2 separate regions of the Sus scrofa genome follow, and region 1 is linked to region 2. Evidence: chromatin contacts called from public promoter capture Hi-C data. All regions are on one chromosome and are shown on one strand. The core of a region is the stretch at or near the end of the contact, and the rest is flanking DNA. Distances in the headings are between cores, read along the strand shown.

Evidence for each region. Promoter capture Hi-C pulls out the DNA fragments that hold promoters and counts their contacts.
Region 1: a contact with region 2 is called in a promoter capture Hi-C map of liver, with 4 times the contacts expected there. The contact joins the promoter of ASPDH here to the promoter of NR1H2 in region 2. A contact is called at or near these places in 1 of 5 promoter capture datasets (liver), 2 of 47 Hi-C or Micro-C datasets (liver and skeletal muscle) and 1 of 2 datasets of contacts at active chromatin or transcription factors (alveolar macrophages).

What each region holds. Positions count from the first base shown.
Region 1 is chr6:55,341,544-55,345,417 of Sscrofa11.1, reverse strand. It overlaps ASPDH (aspartate dehydrogenase domain containing), which reads left to right and starts at 1,881. Exons shown (of 7, transcript NM_001243870.1): 1 at 1,881-2,003; 2 at 2,198-2,342; 3 at 2,599-2,683; 4 at 2,775-2,924; 5 at 3,007-3,227; 6 at 3,298-3,452. The coding sequence starts at 1,949.
Region 2 is chr6:55,236,305-55,240,511 of Sscrofa11.1, reverse strand. NR1H2 (oxysterols receptor LXR-beta) reads right to left here and starts at 1,976. Exons shown (of 10, transcript XM_005664782.3): 1 at 1,820-1,976; 2 at 1,572-1,706; 3 at 967-1,031; 4 at 749-880; 5 at 156-446; 6 at 1-73. The coding sequence starts at 1,012.

The DNA.
Region 1 (3,874 bases), core at 632-3,131, 110 kb before region 2:
CAGGACTGCACGTCGGTCTTGTTAACTCAGAGGCTGGAGGCCCAGGGTGTCAGAGGGGACCACGCTGTAGCTCAGAAGGGCAGGGGCCACACACAGACCCCTCAGAGGGACAAGAGCCAGCGAGTGGGAGCAAATGCCAGGGGTCGGCCAGGACAGCGGGCAGCTGCTGGTGGAGCAGGGGGAGGCCAAGGGCCAACATTTCAGCCTCCAGAGGGCAAGTGCCCACAAGGGCTACCGTTTCATGCTGTCTAGACAGGCAGAGGCCAGTGGAGGCAGGCGTGACCTTACAACTTACAACACCTTGTCACTCAGGATGAGTCACTGCTCCGTGCAGACATAGCCGTGGCCATACAGGGGCCCCCTTCCTCCCCTCCTTCCAGCCTGGGCCCGCTCCCCTACACAGCAGGCCTGGCACATGCGCAGGACGGCCAGGCTCAGGGGCATCCACAACTGATGTCCACAACCAAAAGCGGGGTGGGCAGGAAGCCCCCTGCCACCCCACCCGGGGGCCCCTTGTGCCCTGAGAGGGCCTGAGCCGGGCCCATGTGCCTGGCCCTGCGCTACCTCCCTGCCTGTTTCTGCCCCCACAGCATCTTATCTCTCCCCCACCTGGGGCTCTTCAAGCAAATTCTTCCCTTATCGGCCGTGGCAGCCGCCTCTGGGACATGTCTGGGGTCCCCGACCCTATCTGCCTGGCTTGTCTGCTCTCAAGGCCTGTCGACTCAGAACTCTTGTCTCAAGTGATGCCTGGCTCCCCGCTCGCTCCACTCCCTCTTTCATGCGCTCTTTCTCGCTCGTCCTCTTTCAGGGCCTCATCCTGGTTGCCACGGCAACGCTGCAGCGGGTACCAGGTGGTTGGGGGCAGGGAGCCGACACTGCCGCAGCCTCCGCCATTTCCAATGCCAGGCACCCGCGAGGCGCAGTGGCTGGGGCTCATTCGGGGGCGCTCGGGGCCTCCACGAGCCTCACAGGCTGCTCCTTGGCCATGGAGGTGGGGGGAAGGGAGGGATGGGCATGGGAGTGAGACTATGAGGGGGATGGTGGAAGCTGGTGGCATCGTGGCTGGGGGAGGGGAGGACAAGGTGAGAGAAGTCAAGGTGAACAGAGGAATGATCAGACTGGAGGAAGGAAGGTTCTGGAGGGGAGCTGGAGGAGGTTTGGGGACCACTGAGACTAGGGTGAGTCCAACTCCAGCTCCTGCTGCCTTGCAGGGAAACGGGCACGGCCAGGCCAGTCCTCCCGCAGACCTTGGGGTAGGGAGGAGACGAGGGCCTGGCCTGGTTGGGGGCAGAATGGCAGCCAGCCCAGAGGCGGCAGGGTGGAAGCAAGAGGGCTGGAGATCCGGGAAGAGGTGGAGAGACGCAAGGACCTGAGAGATCAGAGCCAGAGAACCAAGGGAGGAAAACACGAAGGAGGGAGGCTGATGAGGAACACGGGTGCCAAGGCGCAGGGGAAGTGGCCGCAAAGGTGGGAAAACACAGGAGCAAGGGGACAGACAGAGCAGGAGTCCCGCATCGCCAGCTCCCATCCTTGGCTCCCAGCCTTCTCTATCCCCACCCCAAGTAGGATGCAGTTTCCATGACAACCTGGCCAGCCAGAAAGGGGGGCAGGGGACTGCAGAGGAAATTTTCCACATCAGCAGGAAAGGAGGAGGATGTGATGCAGAGAAGGAATGGGCCGGGTACGGGGGGCCGGCAGGGGGGACAAACTCAGGGCCCCAGAACCCCAGACCATCGTGCCCAGTGCCCCCCCAGATTCTCATCCCACCCCCACGCGGCACACCCACACCCCCACCTCTGGGCCGCTGCTGGAGGAAGGGGGGAGGTTCCGGAGAGGCTCAAGGGTCAAATGTCCAAAGATCAGCTGCTGCCCAAACCTTCAGTGGGGGTGGGCAGTGGGTAGCGAGCCGCCGGTGGAGCTCAGCCCCCTGACCATCACACCCAAGGGCATGGCCCTCGACCAGGTCCCAAGGAAGGTGGGCATAGTGGGCTACGGCCGCCTCGGTGAGTCCTTGACCGTCTGGGGCCTCTTCCCCAGCCCCTTTCTGAAGCTTCCAGAGCCCCTGTGCCTTCCACGCACACATCTTCCATCTCTGTCTCAATCAGCGGCCGGCTGATTCTGTGTCTGCCTGAGCACCTCCCATTCCCCACCACGGGGCTCTGTCCCCTTCTCTCTGAGTCTCTTCCCCTCTCCCCAGGGCAGTCCCTTGTCTCCCACTTGCTGACTCAGGGACCAGAACTGGGCCTCGAACTCGTTTTCGTCTGGAACCGTGACCCAGGACGAATGGCGGGGAGCGTACCCCCTTCCTTGCAGCTCCAGAACCTTGCTGCTCTCGGGGAGAGGTCAGTGACCTTGCCCTAGAGAGTGGGACTCTTTGAAGCTCCTCTTCTGGCTCCCTTGGGTGCTGTGTGCTCTCAGGAGAGTCTCTCACCCTCTCTGGGCTTTGGTTCACCCAAATGTGAAATAGGACAAGATTCCGGCCCATTTCCCCTCCCCAGCCAGGGCGAAGAGGGACAGGCCTCCATAGACTCAGGGAATCTGGGGAGGGGAGCTCTATTATGTCTTCAAGGCCTTCCCCCCTCCCCTCCCCGTTCCCAGGCACCCTGACCTTGTGGTGGAAGTGGCCCATCCCAAAATAATCCACGAATCTGGGGCAGAGATCCTGCGCTATGCCCATCTCCTGGTGAGCCCTGCCTCTTTCGCCTTGGCACCACCCCCCTCTAAATGGGATCCGTCATCTGACCTCAGCCCCGCCCCGCCTTCATCTTCCCCAGGTGGGCTCCCCCTCGGCCCTGGCTGAGCAGGCCACGGAGCAGCGGCTCCTGGAGGCCTCGCATCGCTGGGGCCACGCTGTGTTCGTGGCCCGAGGTGCCCTGTGGGGCACTGACGACATCACCAGATTGGACAAAGCCGGAGGCCTCCAGGTGAGGGTCCGCTGGGCTCCCCGGGAACTGGAAAGGGCCAACAGAGATCCCTAGCCCCCCTGACCCTGGCTCTCACTTCCAGAGCCTCCGAGTCACCATGGCCACACACCCCGATGGCTTCCGGCTCGAGGGACCCCTGGCTACAGCGCACAGCACCGGGCCTCGCACCGTGCTCTATGAAGGCCCTGTCCGTGGGCTCTGCCCCTTTGCCCCCCGAAATTCTAACACCATGGCAGCTGCTGCCCTGGCCGCCCCCAGCCTGGGCTTTGACCGTGTGATTGGGGTGCTTGTGGCTGATTTCAGGTGAGCCAAGCTGAGCAGGGGGTCTGGGCTGGGGCCAGGCCAGTAGCACTGATTACCTTCCTTGCCTCAGCCTCAAGGACATGCACGTGGTGGATGTGGAGCTGAGCGGCCCCCCAGGCCCCACAGGCCGAAGCTTTGCTGTGCACACCCACAGGGAGAACCCAGCTGAGCCCGGTGCTGTCACTGGCTCTGCCACTGTCACCGCCTTCTGGCGCAGCCTCCTGGGTGAGGCCAGGTTCCTCCCCAGTGCTAGTGGTCCCTCACCCCAAGCCCCGGGCTCTCATGCTCTGCAGAGCTTGCGTCTCAGGTGTTGCCTCGGTCTGAAGTTCTGATTCTGTCTTAATTGATTGATCGTTGTTTCTGAGTCTCCTTAACCCTGCGCGCGATGATGCTGAATCTTTTTAGATCTCTCTCTGTTGTCCAAGTTTCCATGCTCTCAGCCTCTGTGTCCCCCTCTCTCTGGGACCCTACCAGGTGTCCCTGTCCACCCTCACGGTCTCTGTCCCTCTATCTCTGGGACTTTGGTCCCTCTCCTTAGGTCGCTGGGCCCCTCTGGGTCTCAGGCTCTCCCTCTAGGTCTTCCTCGATCCCCACCTTGGCCTGTCCCTTCTTCCAGGTGTCTGTCACTCCTCATCTCTCTGTCTGAG
Region 2 (4,207 bases), core at 727-3,226:
GATGACTGCTGCTGCTGCTGCTGCTGCTGCTTCCGAATCTTCTTCTTCCGTATCTGCTCTTTGGAGAGGACGCCTGGTGGGGAGACACGGGCTTCAACAGAAGCCCCAGGGCTGGGCAGGGGCCAGGCTGGCACCGCTTCCTTCCTGGCACTCACACTGCTCCCTCATCCCAGCCTCCTTGCACTTTCTCAGCCGGCACTGCTGGCACTTGCGCCGCATGAAGGCATCCATCTGGCAGGTTCCACCGCCCCGGCAGGCATAGCGCCCGGCCCCGCCTCGGATCACACTTCGCCGGAAGAAGCCCTTGCAGCCTTCACAGCTGAGCACGTTGTAGTGGAAGCCGGAGGCCGTGTCCCCGCACACTTGGCACAGCTCGTCGCCCAGCATCTTTGGAGCCGGGCCCTTCTTTCGCTTCCGCTCCGGCTCCTCTGCTGGGTCTAGGATGACTGGCATGAGTGGACAGAAGCCATGAGAGACAAATCCACAAAGATAAACGGTGGCCAGAAGGGAAACATCCACGAAAGATCGGAGGCAAAGAACCAGAGTGAAGAGGGTGACCCAGAGAGATGACGATGAGAGAGAAAGATGTGTATGTCAGTGAACCTCAGTGGACCAAAATAAGAGGTGGCAAGGATGCCTGGGAGAGGAACTAGCGCTGCCCGGCCCCGCTTCTGCTCTTTCTCCCTTCCTAGATCCCACCTCAAACCTCCATACCAACCCCAGTCCGTGTGCCTGGGCGCCATCTCACCCACAACGGAGGCTGAGCCGGCCCCGTCAGTGCTCGGGACATCAGGGTCCGCCCCTCCGGGCAATGGCTCAGGGCCATCCTCCTTTCCATCGGATGAAGACGACAGAGTGCTGGGCTGAAGGGGACCATTACCTGGGAGATGGAGGCACAGTGGGTTTCTCCTGACAATAGTCTGATGGGGCGGGGGGGCAGTGGCTGGGTGGGGGAGAGTCACTCACCACCAGGCAAGGGGGTGTCCAGGGAACTCGTGGTGGGGGTGGACATGGTGGGGTCACGGAGCAGCCTGCAGAATACAGGGGGCCTGAGAGCCTTGTGGGGCCAGAGAGGGTCAGGTTACGCCAGCCACAGGTCTCAATGGGGCACCTCCCTCTTCATCTCTTCCAGACTCTTCACCCTACTGTGTACAAACCCCACTCCCAGCCCCTGACAGCCTTCGGACCCTCCCACCCAGTTCTAACAGGCCACGCCCCCTTATGCTCCAGGACAGCCCTCAGCAGGGCCAAGCCCCGCCCTCCCCTAGACCCCAACCACTCCTAGATCCCGCCCACCCGCTTTTTCCAGAAACGTCCCGTCCCTTCGTCCCTGCAGTTTCAAGTGCTCTACCCTCACTTCCTCTCTCCCATCCAGTTTCACCCCACCTACTTTTACTCAGACTTCACTCCACCTCCACCGAGGAAGCGCCCTCATCTCTCATTCTGATCCCACCTCCTCCCATTATGCTCCGCCCACACCTCCTAGGTCTCCCCATCCCTTCCAGGCCCCGCCCCACCCCCTCCCATCACATCCTGCCTCCACCCCTTCCCGTGATGCTCCGCCCCCATACCTCTCTCCAGGTCCCGCCCCTCTCCGAACACCAGTGGGGGGCGGGGCTCATGGCTGCGCGCGAGGGTCTCGTGGGCGGCTTCTTGTGGGGGTCTCCTACTTTTGTTGCCCTGGAAACAGCCGGCGGCGGCGCGAGCTAAGGAAGGGAAGGGGTGGAAGGAGAGGAGGGGGCTGAGCCAAGCAGCGCGGGGAACGCCGGGAAGCCCCAGGCCCAGGGCTCCTCCCGCGTCTCCCCACACTCGGGTGCACCTGCTTTCGTCCCCTTGTTCTGCTTCTCTTCTGCCGCCTCCGTATCTGCTGGCACGGCGCCGCGACTAGGGTCCCCTCAAAAGTAACTTCGCCACTTCTTCCGGCAACCCCACCACGCGTCACTTCCGGAAGTGGGCGTGGAGTCAGGATGACGGAATTCCGGTCCGTCTAGGGGTAGCCTAAGCGGCTGTCTCTTACGGATGGCGGCTGCCGCCCGGAAGTTCGCGTTACCGGGTAGCTCCACGGAAGGCCGGAAGAAGAGTTCCGGTTCCATTCAATCCAAAGTGGGGCGGGAGGGCGGCGTGGCTAGTCCCAAACCTCCCTGCCCCGCCCAGTGTTGCTTTAAACTCTGCCCTGTGCCTCCCTGGGCTCGCGGGATTTACCGGCGTCGTCTCCCCGGCTACAGCTTTTTTCCCCCCATGGCTCTTCTAAAGCGTATTTGTTCTTTTTTGGTTGTTATAATTTTTTCAGATTTTGGAACTGAGCTGCTTGTTGGTTTTAAATAAGTTAATTACATACCTAGACGCAGAAAAAAAATGTATTTTAAAAATAATTCGGGAGTTCCTGCTGCCCGCCAGTGGGTTAAGAATCCGACTCCAGTGGCTCGGGTCACTGCGGAGGTGCGGGTTCCATTTGGCAGGCACATTGGGTTAAAGGATCTGGCTGTTGCTGGGCTTGAATTCAGTCCCTGGCCGGGGAACTTCCATTTGCTCCAAGTGGGGCCATAAAATAAATAATTTGGTGATAGGAAGAATTAAAAAAAAAAAAAAAGAAAGAAAGCTCCCTTGTGACTCAGGGGGTTAAAGATCCGGTGTTGACTCTGCAGCGGCCCGGGTTGCTGCTGTGGTACGGGTTCAATTCCCTGGCCCAGGAACTTCCACCTGCCACAGCGTGACCAAAAAAGAAAAGCAAAAAGAAAACTCAATACTTGGACAGGTAGAAGATGAGAGTTGTTCCAAAGTCTTTTCAATTACAATTAGATCTATATCGAGCATATAAGCATTTTTTAAAAAATGGGAGTATTTCGTTCCTGGGTTTCTGCACCAAAAAATAAACAATAAAAAATTTTAAAATGGGAATATATACTCTATGGTCTCTTTTGACTTGTTTTGTCCATTCCAGCGTGGCCTTCAAGCTGTGGGATTTTCCACCCGAGGTTGTTTACCAATAAAGCAGAGTGACTAACACGGCATTGGGAGATGACTGAACTCCCGTGTACTTAGGAGTGGAGTTTCTGAGTTCTACAGTAACTCTGTGTTTACTTTTTTTTTAACATGTACAGATGTAAAACAAATTTTAATTGGCCCCAAGCAAATGATAGAATGGCACAATACTATTTACAATTCACCAGAATTCTCCATCCTTAGCATGAAGCTTATGATAAACACAGAAATTGCCTATAAAATGGAAAAAGAATTTTTTTCAAACATAAAGCAACCCCCTAGGGGCATTTCAGGATTTTGTTCAGTTACATGTTTGTTTGTTTTTGTTTTGTTTTGTTTTTTGGCTTTTCTGGGGCCACTCCGTGGCATATGGAGGTTCCCAGGCTAGGGGTCAAATTGGAGCTGTAGCCGCTGCCGGCCTACACAAGAGCAACGAGGGATCCGAGCTGTGTCTGCAACCTACACCACAGCTCAGGGCAACACCGGATCCTTAACCCACTGAGCAAGGGCAGGGGCTGAACCCACAACCTCATGGTTCCTAGTCGGATTCGTTAACCACTGCACCACAATGGGAACTTCTCATTCAGTTACATGTTAAAATCCTCCAAGTGCTGCCATGGTGAACCTTAAAAAAAATGTGACTCGATTTCTAATTAATGTAAATTAATGTCTTTGATTTAATACGCCATGCGATTATTTAAGTTTTATGTGTAGCTTTTGTCGTGTGTGTGTGTTGTGTTGTGTCGTGTCCTGTGTGTGTTTTATTTAACTCTTTTGAGGAGCTGCCAGACCACGTGCATCTCTTTACATCCCCGGCAACGCTATCCCAAGATTTCAGTTTCTTTGCTACCTTACCACTGCTTGGTATTTTCTGTCTTTTTTTATTATGGTCCTTTTAGTGGGTGTGAATAGATATTTCATCATGGTTTTAATTTGTACTTTCCTGATGGCTCTTCCCCTGACACCCCCCCCCCCACACACACACTCTGCATGTGGAAGTTCCCGGGCCAGGGATCGAACACTTGTCACAGCACCAACACAAACTGAAATGGAAACACCCAGCATAAACCGGGACGGGGACTTGAACCCGGGGTCACTCACCTGGTGTCTGGACGCACCTGATACTGAGGCGCAGGTTCTGTTTGTGTCTCAGTGCAGAAGGAATTTAGCGAAAGATAAGTGGTAGGCAAGAAATGGATTTATTAAGATAGGACGCTTGTGAGAG